Linked DNA regions of Mus musculus: all the other regions are linked to region 1. A link is a contact called in public Hi-C data. All regions are on one chromosome and are shown on one strand. The core of a region is the stretch at or near the end of the contact, and the rest is flanking DNA. Distances in the headings are between cores, read along the strand shown. Region 1 has its middle 6.5 kb from the start of Gm39834. Region 2 has its middle 57 kb from the start of Gm39833. Region 3 has its middle 48 kb from the start of Gm13582.

Evidence for each region. A called contact is a pair of places that touch in the nucleus more often than the background predicts.
Region 2: a Hi-C map of the N1E-115 cell line shows a contact between it and region 1, with 3 times the contacts expected there. The contact joins two enhancer-like sites. A contact is called at or near these places in 2 of 484 Hi-C or Micro-C datasets (the N1E-115 cell line and nephron progenitors).
Region 3: a contact with region 1 is called in a Hi-C map of the N1E-115 cell line, with 1.9 times the contacts expected there. The contact joins two enhancer-like sites. A contact is called at or near these places in 1 of 15 datasets of contacts at CTCF or cohesin (the NIH/3T3 cell line), 3 of 484 Hi-C or Micro-C datasets (the N1E-115 cell line, cortical neurons and nephron progenitors) and 1 of 115 datasets of contacts at active chromatin or transcription factors (embryonic fibroblasts).

The regions. Positions count from the first base shown.
Region 1 is chr2:61,374,963-61,379,016 of GRCm38.p6, reverse strand. No RefSeq gene overlaps it. Among named protein-coding and RNA genes, the nearest start is that of Gm39834, 6.5 kb to the right of the region's middle. Within about 2 kb of position 1,721, at least 11 of the 459 cell types and tissues checked have an H3K27ac peak or open chromatin away from gene starts, as enhancers often do. A contact at or near this core is called in the N1E-115 cell line, where this site is marked.
Region 2 is chr2:61,068,330-61,072,574 of GRCm38.p6, reverse strand. No RefSeq gene overlaps it. Among named protein-coding and RNA genes, the nearest start is that of Gm39833, 57 kb to the left of the region's middle. Within about 2 kb of position 1,349, at least 17 of the 459 cell types and tissues checked have an H3K27ac peak or open chromatin away from gene starts, as enhancers often do. A contact at or near this core is called in the N1E-115 cell line, where this site is marked.
Region 3 is chr2:61,020,828-61,024,884 of GRCm38.p6, reverse strand. No RefSeq gene overlaps it. Among named protein-coding and RNA genes, the nearest start is that of Gm13582, 48 kb to the right of the region's middle. Within about 2 kb of position 1,939, at least 4 of the 459 cell types and tissues checked have an H3K27ac peak or open chromatin away from gene starts, as enhancers often do. A contact at or near this core is called in the N1E-115 cell line, where this site is marked.

The DNA of each region.
Region 1 (4,054 bases), core at 472-2,971:
GTGACTGTGAATCTTACCTTGGGGCAAGACAAGCTAACTCCAAGAAAACTACAAGAAGGGAGATCCTTCCTCCTTCTCTTTTCTAATTACTTCCCTTTATTTTCCTTTACTACCAACCAAAGGAGACATCGTCTAAACATGCTACACACATATACTCTGAGTACAGACACATACACATTTTACTGACTTGCAAAAGGCTTTAACACAATTTTCTTGTCTCTGTCATATGCTAGCTATTATTGCTGTTTTGTATTTATCATGTCCTTTGATTCCATTTGAGGGCAGAAATTACATCCCAGGCATCTTTCTATACTTCATAATGCTGTAGTAAAGACATTGATTTTTATCAAATGTGACTAAGTCAAATCTGTAAAAAGTCATAATAAAAACCCCAAGGTGTGTAGAGAAACCCAGGGAGTGCCAGCTTCGCCAACATGGCAAGTCCTCGTTCCGAGGCCGAACACTTAGCTGGGTTTCTACTTCTACCTCTACCAATAATCTCATTTGAGACATTAAGCAAGTCATGTGGTTTCAGCTTCCCTTCCTGTAAGCAGATAACAATCACTTTTTCTTTTTATTTCTTTCACAAAGCATCTGAGAGAGTAAGCATGATAATATCGCTGTTTAATATCACTTTTCACTTAGCAAAGCTAAAAATGATATCAACATTATCTACATCATCATTTTTACCCTCCCCAAACAGATGAACAGGAGTGCAGCCTGGCCTCCCCAGAGATAATTACTTTCCCGCACATTGAGACATACAAGAGAAGATAAAACAGGAAGGAAAACAAAGATTCCAGGAATTACATCTAGTTACAAGGCAGATCAGTAATCTGTCTTCTAATATAATTCTCCAGATAATGCTAGATATCAGGACAAGAAAAAAAGAATTGGCGTTGTTTAATTTTTGACGGGCTACCTAATGAACGGCTAAACCATTTTTGCAGAAGGCAGAATTACAGTGGTTTCTTCTCCGATGCAGCTACTGTATCTAGAGCTAATTGGATTTCCCATTATGATGAGGTTTGTTTTTCAGAATTGAATCTCTGAGTCTCTTCCAATTGCTCTGAGTTGATGGTGAGACAAAAGATGTGCAGGGCGTGTGGAGTGAGTCATGGGTTTGGGAGCAACTCCATGAGGTCAGAGAATCCTTAGGAAAATCGGTGCGTTCTAACTCACGGTGCAAAGAGGAGCCAGGCTTGAGCAGACCATGTCTTCCCAACATGGACATTCTCAGGAGGGGAAACTGACTCTCTGTCATTATCCCTGCCACCACCCTCCTTTCAGACAGTAATGTGTTTTCATTCCATTAAGAGCTTGAATGTTATCTGTGTGGCTGGAACGAAACGGCAGTACCAGCTTCCTTTCTAGTCTGAGGGGTTGCTGTACAGATTACCTCTTTAGCATCGGTTTGTCTGCTCTGGTGTTTTGAAAAGTGAAAAGAATCAAAGTGAAGTGTGTGTGTGTGTGTGTGTGTGTGTGTGTGTGTGTGTGTGTGTGTGTGTGTATGTGTGTGTGTGTACTCATATGTAGCGAGCCCATTGGTTCCTTACACGTAAGCACTCAAAACACATCAATTTTGCTCATCGTACTGAGAGACACCATCATTTTGTAAGATCCTAAGAATCTAAAGATAAAGCGACCATCAATGTTGTAAACTTCTAGATGGGCTAACCACATGTGGGGCCTACTAGAGGCCCTTGAACCATCAGGCTGTGGTTGTAATCAGGCTCCTTCAGATGTGGAGAGAGGTTCAAAGAGGTAATCTAGCGGTCAGCTGGGAGAAGCACAAACTCGGACCAGTTTTTTTTTCTTTTAAATTGAATAATAAAGACTATATATATATTTTTTAATTAGGTATTTTCCTCGTTTACATTTTCAATGCTATCCCAAAGGTCCCCCATACCCACCCCCCCCCAATCCCCTACCCACCCACTCCCCCTTTTTGGCCCTGGCGTTCCCCCGTACTGGGGCATATAAAGTTTGCAAGTCCAATGGGCCTCTCTTTGCAGTGATGGCCAACTAGGCCATCTTTTGATACATATGCAGCTAAAGACAAGAGCTCCCGGGTACTGGTTAGTTCATATTGTTGTTCCACCTATAGGGTTGCAGTTCCCTTTAACTCCTTGGGTAATTTCTCTAGCTCCTCCATTAGGGGCCGTGTGACCCATCCAATAGCTGACTGTGATCATCCACTTCTGTGTTTGCTAGGCCCCGGCATAGTCTCACAAGAGAGAGCTATATCTGGGTCCTTTCAGCAAAATCTTGCTAGTGTATGCAATGGTGTCAGCATTTGGAAGCTGATTATGGGATGGATCCCTGCATATGGCAATCACTAGATGGTCCATCCTTTCATCACAGCTCCAAATTTTGTCTCTGTAACTCCTTCTATGGGTGTTTTGTTCCCATTTCTAAGAAAGGGTAAAGTGTTCACACTTTGGTCTTCATTCTTCTTGAATTTCATGCGTTTGGCAAGTTGTATCTTATATCTTGGGTATCCTAAGTTTCTGGGCTAATATCCACTTATCAGTGAGTACATATTGTGTGAGTTCCTTTGTGATTGGGTTACTTCACTCAGGATGATACCCTCCAGGTCCATCCATTTGCCTAGGAATTTCATAAATTCATTTTTTTAATAGCTGAGTAGTATTCCATTGTGTAAATGTACCACATTTTCTGTATCCATTCCTCTGTTGAGGGGCATCTGGGTTCTTTCCAGCTTCTGGCTATTATAAAAAAGGCTGCTATGAACATAGTGGAGCATGTGTTCTTCTTACCGGTTGGGACATCTTCTGGATATATGCCCAGGAGAGGTATTGCGGGATCCTCCTGTAGTACTATGTCCAATTTTCTGAGGAACCACCAGACTGATTTCCAGAGGGGACCAGTTTTATATTTTTACTCAGGACTTAATCTCTGAGTGTCTTCCATTCTCTGTGTCTGATAATGACGCAAAATGTCCTTGAATTTCAGGCACACCCTTAAATATCTCCTACTATTAATGCCCGCCCCCAAGTTTAACTTCTGGCTATGTTGATTTTTACATTAAACCTATATGAGTCTTTGTTCTGATATAACATTGAAGAAGGAAAACGAAAGAACAGTATGGCCTTTGAATAATTAATAAGTGGCAAATTAATAAATCTCAAATCTGAAATCAGAAGTGAGCTCCGGAGCCCCAAACTGTGGTTCAATCACAAGTCTTCTTTCTTGACCAACGTCATCCCAACCATGCAATGGCAACAAAGCATACTGAAGGAGCACTTTACAGCTTTGAAACCATGTTCATATATGTTATCTCAAATTCGCCCAAGAGAAAAACATCGAATATACCTGCTGTGAGATAACGGCAGACTTTTTTTTTTCCTCCTCAGATTGTTTCAGTGCTATCTTTGGTTACCATAATTTCATGTGACAGATGAGTATCTTGCAGGTAGAGACTAAAGTGCTATGGGATATAGAAAAAAAGCAGGCTGACTTTACAGATGCCAAGGTATCCTTGCAATCTAGCAAACACAGCACCCTGTTCTTTCAGCAGAGCACTGCCATCCCTGCTTCCTAACCCAATCTTAAATCAAAACACAGAGTTCAAAGCAAAATCCCAAACAGAAGACTTCTCCAACTCATCCCGCTCAGCACACTTGTAGGAAGATCATGAAAAAGAGATTTGGAAGAGTCTCATGCGTCTGTAACCATACAACAGGATTTTGTTTTTGTTTGTTTGTTTTTTTAAACAAAATATTTATTTTCATTGGGTGTGTGTGAGTGGTTAGGCTACGTGCATGCATTTGTACCACATGTGAGCCTGGTGCTCATGGAGACCAGAGGAGGATGTTGAATTCCTTGGTCCTAGACTTACAGATGGCTGTTAGCTGCAGTGTATATAGGGAACCTAACAGAGGTACTCTGGATGAGCACCAAGTCCTCTCAGCCATTGAGCCATCTCTCTAGCCCCTAAAGGCATATTCTTGAAAAATACTTGCATCAGCACCTTAATTAATATGGCATGTATATTTCACTACTTCATCCATCAATCATGAACTAATGAAGG
Region 2 (4,245 bases), core at 100-2,599, 310 kb after region 1:
CCAAAAGGCCTTGGGTGAATCATGAATTACTAATAATAAATTGGATAAAGAAGTCAAATTATATGTTGAGAAGTTATTCAGAGGTCTGTAACTATAATTCTGGGTAAAATGCTAGGTAAACATATACAAGATAAAAGATAACATTCAAAATAAGAAGTTGACCCAAGTTCACCCACATGGTCACTACTTCTCAACTGCTTTCCTGAGCATCTGATTCTTCTACATGGATGTAGATACAAATTCCCTCAGTGTAATTATAAACACAGTAGGTTAATGTTTTCAGTCATGTAAAACAATAGTTCCAAAAATCGGTAGTAGAAAAGGGGGTTACTCAAGACATGGGGGTTACAGGAGTCAACTAAACACACCAGATCCCTGCTCTCTTTGGGAACTTTTCAGTTGAAAGGAGGCACTTATGAATGAAGGTAATAATCCAATAAAAAAGATGCAGCCCATGTCATGTAATGACACAAACCACAAGGAGAGACAGGCACAGAAGGCAGGAATAGAGGTAAAAGGGAATGTGTTGTTGTAACTAAGCGCAAAAGATATTTTTTTCAAGATGAGCTGACCTTTGAGCAGAGATGGGAGAGGTGACAGAGCTATGTGACTGTCAGCCAGAAAGCCCCTTCCAGGCAGAGGCAGCTCACAGGCCCTGAGGTGGCGACATGCCTGTCTGTCATGGTTTATGAATGGTAAAGGTAAAAGTTAAGCACGGAATGAGGAAATTGAAGAAAATGAGGCCGGAGAAGCATCTGGGGAAGACCCCATGGAGGTTTTACATCTGGAAGCTTTACAGCAATCCTCCTTTGAAGAGGAGAAGCCTATTTCTTCCCTCCTAAAATGAGTGTCAGATTTAAAAACTTGGCTCATGAACCTGACAGAGGGGTGCTATGTAACTTCCAACATTAGATTACTAAAAAAGACAGCTTCTACCTTCCTGATCTCTTGAAATGTCATTTATATTCTAGAGAAGTCCAGATACTTTATTGTGAAAACACCTAAGCAGTCATTACCGGGAGAGAGAGAGAGACAGAGACAGAGAAACACAGAGAGAAACAGAGAGAGTGTCAGAGAGACAGAGAGAGTGTCAGAGAGACAGAGACAGAGACAGAGAGACACAGAGAAAGACAGAGAGGGTGTCAGAGAGACAGAGACAGGGACAGAGACAGAGAGACAGAAACAGAGACGGAGAGAGGCCAGTGAGGCTTCTACCAAGAACCAGAACTCACATACCAACTGTGGGAATCAAGCTAAATTCACTTGACTTTCTCAAAACATCACCCTGGCTACTCGCTCTGTGAATACACTGTAGCAGGAAGCTGGGATGGTGGTAATTGCAGGAATCCAGACAGAGGAATGCACTGGCTGTTCTAAGAGCAGTGGTAATTGAGGAAGTGTTTAAGTTGTAGATAAATCTGAAAGGAGACAGCTGACAATGTTTGCTAATACACTGGGTGAGGGAGCATGACAGACAGAGAGGACCAAGGCAAGAGTTCCTCCAAGGATTTTTAGCCTGAGCATCCGTTAGAAACTGGATTAGTATTAACAATGTTAACTAGGGTATGGCAGGCTTGGTCGTCTATCTCTGAATGTGGCAAAATGTAGACGTCTACTAAGCATCCAAAGTGGGGATGCTAAGAAGGCAAATTTGTTATGGAGCTTCAAGTTCAGAGGAAAGATGAGTTACAGTCTCCGGTGAACTGGAGTAACTAATGAGTAATGAAGGAAGACAGGAGAGGCAGCCCTGGGGGCTGGGCCCAAACCATATTTTGATGTCTAAAAGAAACTGTGACAGAAGACAGAACAAGAGTACGTGATTGTGTAGGGGAAGAGCAGGACGGAACACCGTCCCGCAAACCACTCAAGACAAGATTCAAAAATAGAGCAATTAACAAGATCAAACAGTAGCTGAGTGAAAGGGAGACTGGAAGTCTGTTATTGGATTTAAAATCTGTTTCTTTGATGAGCATTTCCATTAGCGGGATGGACACTGAAGCTGGGATGAGCAAAGAATGGGAGGTTACGTTGTGTATGACAACCCCCAGAGAAACACCAAGGGGACAAAATACATTTTGGAAGAATTGTTAAAGTAATTAAAATACCACACTAAAAAATATTAATTTAGTGTTGAAGGGATTAATAAAAAAATAGAAGAACAAGTAGATACTAAACATACATAAAAGTCTGAGAAAGCAAAAGTACATCCAACTATAGCAACAGCAGTAGTACATGTGAAAGATTTCAACAGCCAAATTAAAATGCAAAGACTCTCAACCTAGATTTTTCTAAAAGGTTCAGTTGTTTATAGGAGATGAATTGGAGTCACATGTAAATGATATGATTTACTGTGCTGACAATAAACATATATATATGTATGTATGTGTGTATATATATATATATATATATATATATATATATATTATATTAATATCAAATGAAACAAATTAATACAATATATGTTTTCAGATACTGGAGAAGTTTAATTTTTAAAGAGTATCAAATAATCAAGGAACTAACATAAGTATGAATACATACATATCAACTACAGCATCACTCAAAAAACTGTGGCAGGAACTGAAGAGCAAAATGGACAACTGAACAACAAGAGCTAAAGACTTAAATATTTTACTTTCAACAATGGATTAAAAGGCACAGAAAGCAAATTTCTAAGGAAATAAAAGATTTCAACAATGCTATTGATCCTACGGGATCCCCCACCCCATCATCAGGACTATCACATTCTACTGCATGTTCTTCACAAATGCACACGGCACTTTCTCCAGGATGAATTTGGACCATTATTTCAAAAGACACAATACAAAGGACCTTAATTCACTATAACTCAGTGATGGAGTGTCTGCCTTGTATGTATAAGAGCCTAACTATAATTCCAAACACCACACAGACACCACCAGCCAAAGGGCATAATTCAAAATGCTGAAATACAAACTGGTCAAAATTCCTAAAGTCTAAGCATACTGAAAAGTCAAAATCTGAAAATAATAATTGTACAAACATAACTGGAAGCAATACTTTGAAAAAAGTTAATTGGAGATAAGAATAAAGCTCAGTGGTTAAGTGCTTGCCTAGCACATACAAGGCTCTAGGTTTGGTCTCCAGCAGTACACACACACACACATACACACACACACATACACACACACACACACACACACACACACACACACACACACAAATACTTATCTACAGTATTTTTAAAGGATACATTTGAAAAGCTAAAGACTTGGTAGACTACTTTGCACAATAAAATGGGAAATAACAACATATGTTTTGTAAGCATAAATAGATATACCAATAACAGTTACATAATAGTTTTGAACAGATTATATTCAATAAAGGGATAGTCCAAAAAGTTAAAAGTTTACATGTATAACTCTGTGGCTGGTAATTAAATATGTGTAGTGTTATAACTACCACCATCAAAATTCAATGATAGAAATGAATTTTCACAATATTGTTTTTTTAATTATAATATGAAAAATGTTATTTTCAATTTTAAAAAGTAAATGAAAATCACAACAGGTAACCATCTCCTATTCAGTCTCTCAAAGAGCCAGGATCTTGAGGAACTGCATAGTCTATGTGTGCAGATGCACCAAAAAGAGTGTCTTGTCATTTATTATGGGCCTTCCAGTGACTTGCCTTATACTCTCGATACTTACATGCAAGTTCAAAACCCATGATACTACTCTTATGCTGAGCCAGATCTATAAATAATGCATGAAATAAATTTCAAATCTTTAAAAGTCTTAATAAAATGTATACTCTTAGTATTGAAAATGACAAGATGAAATACATGGTAAAGAAAATTATAAAATGTAACAGTGAGGATTTAAAATAATGCAGGTAGAGCTAGGGAGGTAGCACAGTGCTGGAGGACCTGCCTCGCATTAATGAAGCCCTGGGTTCAATTCCCAGTGCTGCCAAAACAAACAAACACACAAACGAGTATGTTAATAAAGCCAGGGAATTGAGTGATAAAAATCTAAAGAAAAAACTCATAAAGGAAAAGATGAACACATAAAAAGCATTCTGTAGACAGATGGTGGTGGGTAATCACATGAGGCAGTCTGAAGAGCTGGCTCAACATCTACCATTAATTGTGACTTCGAGTTTCAGGTTATGAGGAATGGCCACTGCTTCCTTTGAGATGCAATCCATATCCATCTTTGTACATGGCAGAGATGCACTTCATGCACTCAGGCTCACACCACACTCTCT
Region 3 (4,057 bases), core at 690-3,189, 350 kb after region 1:
TTTTTTCTAGGATAAATTATGCATACATATGGGCAGAGTAAAAGAAATAACCAAAAAGGATGATTTTCTGCTTCTAGAAAAACTCAGGTAGAATGCTAGGAAAAATTTTGCCTGTTCTTATCTTCTCCTAGGTTTTTTTGGGTGATCATTCAAAAATAGATCTAAAAATAAATTTAATAAAGAATATGCTATATTTTAATTCTCACAGGAGGCCATTCAAGTCTTACCAACAGTCTAATAATAACAGTATTCTGTTTACCTGAGACATATGTGGTTTCCAACATAGTGGACAATTGATAAATGTTTATTGAATAAGTCTGTGGGTAAAGAAATGTATAAGAGAGTGCCATCCCATGGTGTAAGAATCTGAAATATAGCTGTTTCCAAAATGATGACTCTTCTAGTGTGATTGCATTAGCAAGGACAAAGAGATATGTAATTCTATATCATTTAATTTTTGAGCATATTTTCTGATTTTCCTCTAAGAATATGCCCAGCAAGAACCTATTCACCTGCATATGTGCAAAATCCATATTTAGAAACTGCACGGTCTTAGGCAAGAAACCTGAGCCCTTTCAGATTTCAGTCTCTTCCTCGCACAATGGTACTGACCAAGGTAGCAGAGCTAAATGATTTAGGGTTCATGAAGTATTCATACTTTATGTGAACTGGCCTGCAATAAACAATAATTATTAGAGTTGCGATTATCCATTTTCTCTGCAAAATCATTAGGTGCAAGAAAGTAATAAATTTTCTTCAAAAGATTTTTTTAAATCAGATCCTTCTGTAGCAATGATTGTTATTTACCTAAAACTGAAATACAAAACAATGGGAGCATTAGTGCCCATGTTTTCTACAGCCCTGTACCTCCTACCATGCATAGGGTCTAGCATACAGGCACAGACCTAAGGTGGCCAAGATCTGTTGACAAATTACTTAAAAAGACCAGTGGACAAGAGAACAACTTTTCTCCTGACCTTGAATTCACCTCACCAAAACTTTGCTCATGAATTCAACTTCTACATTTCTTTTCCAAACATGACAAGAATTTCAGTTCCATGCTGAAGAAGCCTTTCTGTCCTCAGTAGTAATTATCAAAGGGAATTGGAAAAACTGGAAGTAGATCAGATAGGTAAAGTACATGACTGGCCCCAACTGGAGAGTTTCCTGGTATAGATTTTTATCAAAGAAAATAATGCAGAGGACCCCATTTTGGAGATATGAGTATTTCTATGGAAGGCAGGAAAGAGATCTATCTCTGATAGGAAGAGACCAGCAGACCTCACCAGTACTGGAGTGAAAACAACTTCTTGACAAAACTCACTGAGACTTTATTGTGGCTGTATCTTCAGAGCCACACTATGGGAAAGACAAAATGAATCTCATGTGAGGGATGAAGATACTGAGTCATGGAAGAGTTTGACACGTGCTCAGAATCATAGCTGGCAAGCGGTAAGTGCAAGATTTAAGTCCAGGCAAGCAGATTCCAGCTACCGCTTAGCCAGCACATGACACTGCCCTCTTCATTAAATCTGCGCTGTCTTCTGCACTGTGGCTGAACACATAGGCTTGCTTGACAAGGGCTTTGATGGCTGTGCCAAAAGGTTAAATAAAAACTAAGCAGAGGATTTGTATTCTACAAGTTCTGGTTATTGTCCATCTCTGGGTCCAGAGTGAGAGAAAAGGTCAAAAGCCAGGAAAAAAAAGGAGAAAGAAGAAAGAAAATGATAACAAATAGAGAAGGAGCAAGAAGAAACCCCTTGGAGTATAAGATAGCAGTAAATTTAGACAGGTCTTACTGAAGTATAGGAGAAGATTCCAAAGACTCCCTTAGCAGAGTTCAGGGAGGACAAATGGAAGCCAGTGGCACACCGATTGCTAGAACTGTAGTTTTACCCCATGACCCAGATTTCTTTGCTGAAAATAGCTCCCTAGTTTTTCCTTTAAAAACAGCCTCCCCTTCCCTCCTGACTCTCATATGAATTCTGGGGCTGATTCAACTACACTCCTGTGCCCCACGTTTAAAATACTCAGCATCCTCGTGATAGCTGGGATGATCGAGGATGGCAGAATCTCAACTAGCCATGGGGTTTTGATTGATTTATAAGAAACGAATTGGATCTTCTTCCGGACAAACTGGTGTGCTCTGGGCCTAGACTTGGCTGTGGGCATCCTTTCGTATTAATGGGCAAAGCCGGCCTCAAATGAAGAGAACATAAGGGGTAAGACAGCTGGGGAGGCATGTGGTTTCCCGGAGGTCTCTCTCACATCAGAATCTGCTGAACCTACCAACTTGACTCATTAGTTCTGTGAGTCAGGAACAAAACCTGCCACTAAATTCACTTAATTTGGTTTTCTGCCATTTGTAACAGAATCCAGACAAGTCTATTGAGTCACAGAGAAAGTCCAATAATGGTCATTTTATTTACTCAGACATTTTTACTCTTTTATTTTATGTCCACACATAGAAATGTCTAAAAGGATAGCTTCATTTAGAACTCCAGTCTCATGATACCTTTCTTCCCTTAAATTCTAAAATGTCTTTCTTGTACATTTTTTCCTGTTTTTAAGACCCAAATTATCACATATCAAAAAAAAAAAACAATCATATAGTGTGTTGAATACTTACCCATATAGTTGCCTTATTAAGCTGCCACTTCTAAGCACAAGGAAAAACTGCCATTAAGAACTTAATACAGGGCGGCTCCTTAGGCAGCATGTGAGATAACTTAGGAAATTTCTTTTAAAAAATACTATAACTGGTGGAAATCTAAAAGGGATGAAGTCAAGCAGAACAGTATTCCTCCCATTTCAATAAAAGTAACAGAGGAAGCTGAGGAACTTGAAGGGTACATTAGGAAAAACCAATTTAGAAAACGTGGTGCAAAACCCAGAAGCTTTTGTTCTCATTAAATCTTTAGGTGATTCCAGCCTTAAGGAAATCTTAAAGTCTTATTGGACATCAGCGAAGACACTGGTCCATGGTACATGTGGACCTGAGTTGATAGAGGCAGACAAGGATGGATCCTTAGGGATAAATGTGAACTCTCACAGTGCGTTTTGTCTCATGTGACCATTGTTAAGCAAAGTGGTGCTCAGGAAGGTTGTTCATCACAATTAGCATGACTCGGAGTAATTACATTTGCCACACTCATCAAGATAGAACTAAAACACACTTAAGCGTTCTAGTATATATACAGAAAGCCCACTCTTTGTGTCTCTTTAAAAGCGTTAAGATGGAAGAAGGCTAACCACTGTACTGGCTTTAATCCCACACACCAAACCTTTGGAGCTTTCCAGATTTAGATACCACATTTGTGTGTGTTTCTCTGGCCTATTTTCTAAGTGACTTGAAGGTTATAAGTGTAAAGCCAGCCTCAGAGGAGGAGATCTGCAGTGAGTCAGGTTTACAGTGCAAGCTGCATTGACCCTTCTACCTCACACTCAGTATAATCTACTGTTCAAGTACATGGTCCCATGCAGACATGTCAGACTAAGATCCCCAGATGTTCTGAAACTCACTGCCTTCGACTTCTCTGTACATTTATTCTTTCTCTCTTGGTTATTTTCTTTCTTCTCACTTGATTTAAGATTGTAAATAGCTCACGAGCAGTCCTGATCTTTAAGATCAGTGCCCATGACAGTCACTAGATGTGGAGCAGATTATGTAGACACCGGCAAAGATACATAATCCATATCTGAGTTAAGAAGAAAGTCACTTGCTGATCTTAAAAGATTCTGAGGATGAGACTTGTCGTGATGGCCCAGATTTGAAGTCTAATATTTTGTTTTGAAGTGCCTTGTAAACTTTTATAGCAATCCCTGTCTGCATATTTTATTAGTGTTGTAGAAGCCAAATGTGTGATCCCTAGAGTCGTGATTGTTGCCACACAGCTGCTGTCATGACACATACTTCAGCAAGTGATCATTCAACAAAGAGAACAAGAAGGCCCATTGACTAAAGAGATAAAATCACTACCGCAGAAAACTCACTTCACAAGTACAGCCGGCCTCTCAAAGAGCAGGGCAGATCAGGAGAGGCCAAATCCAACCAACA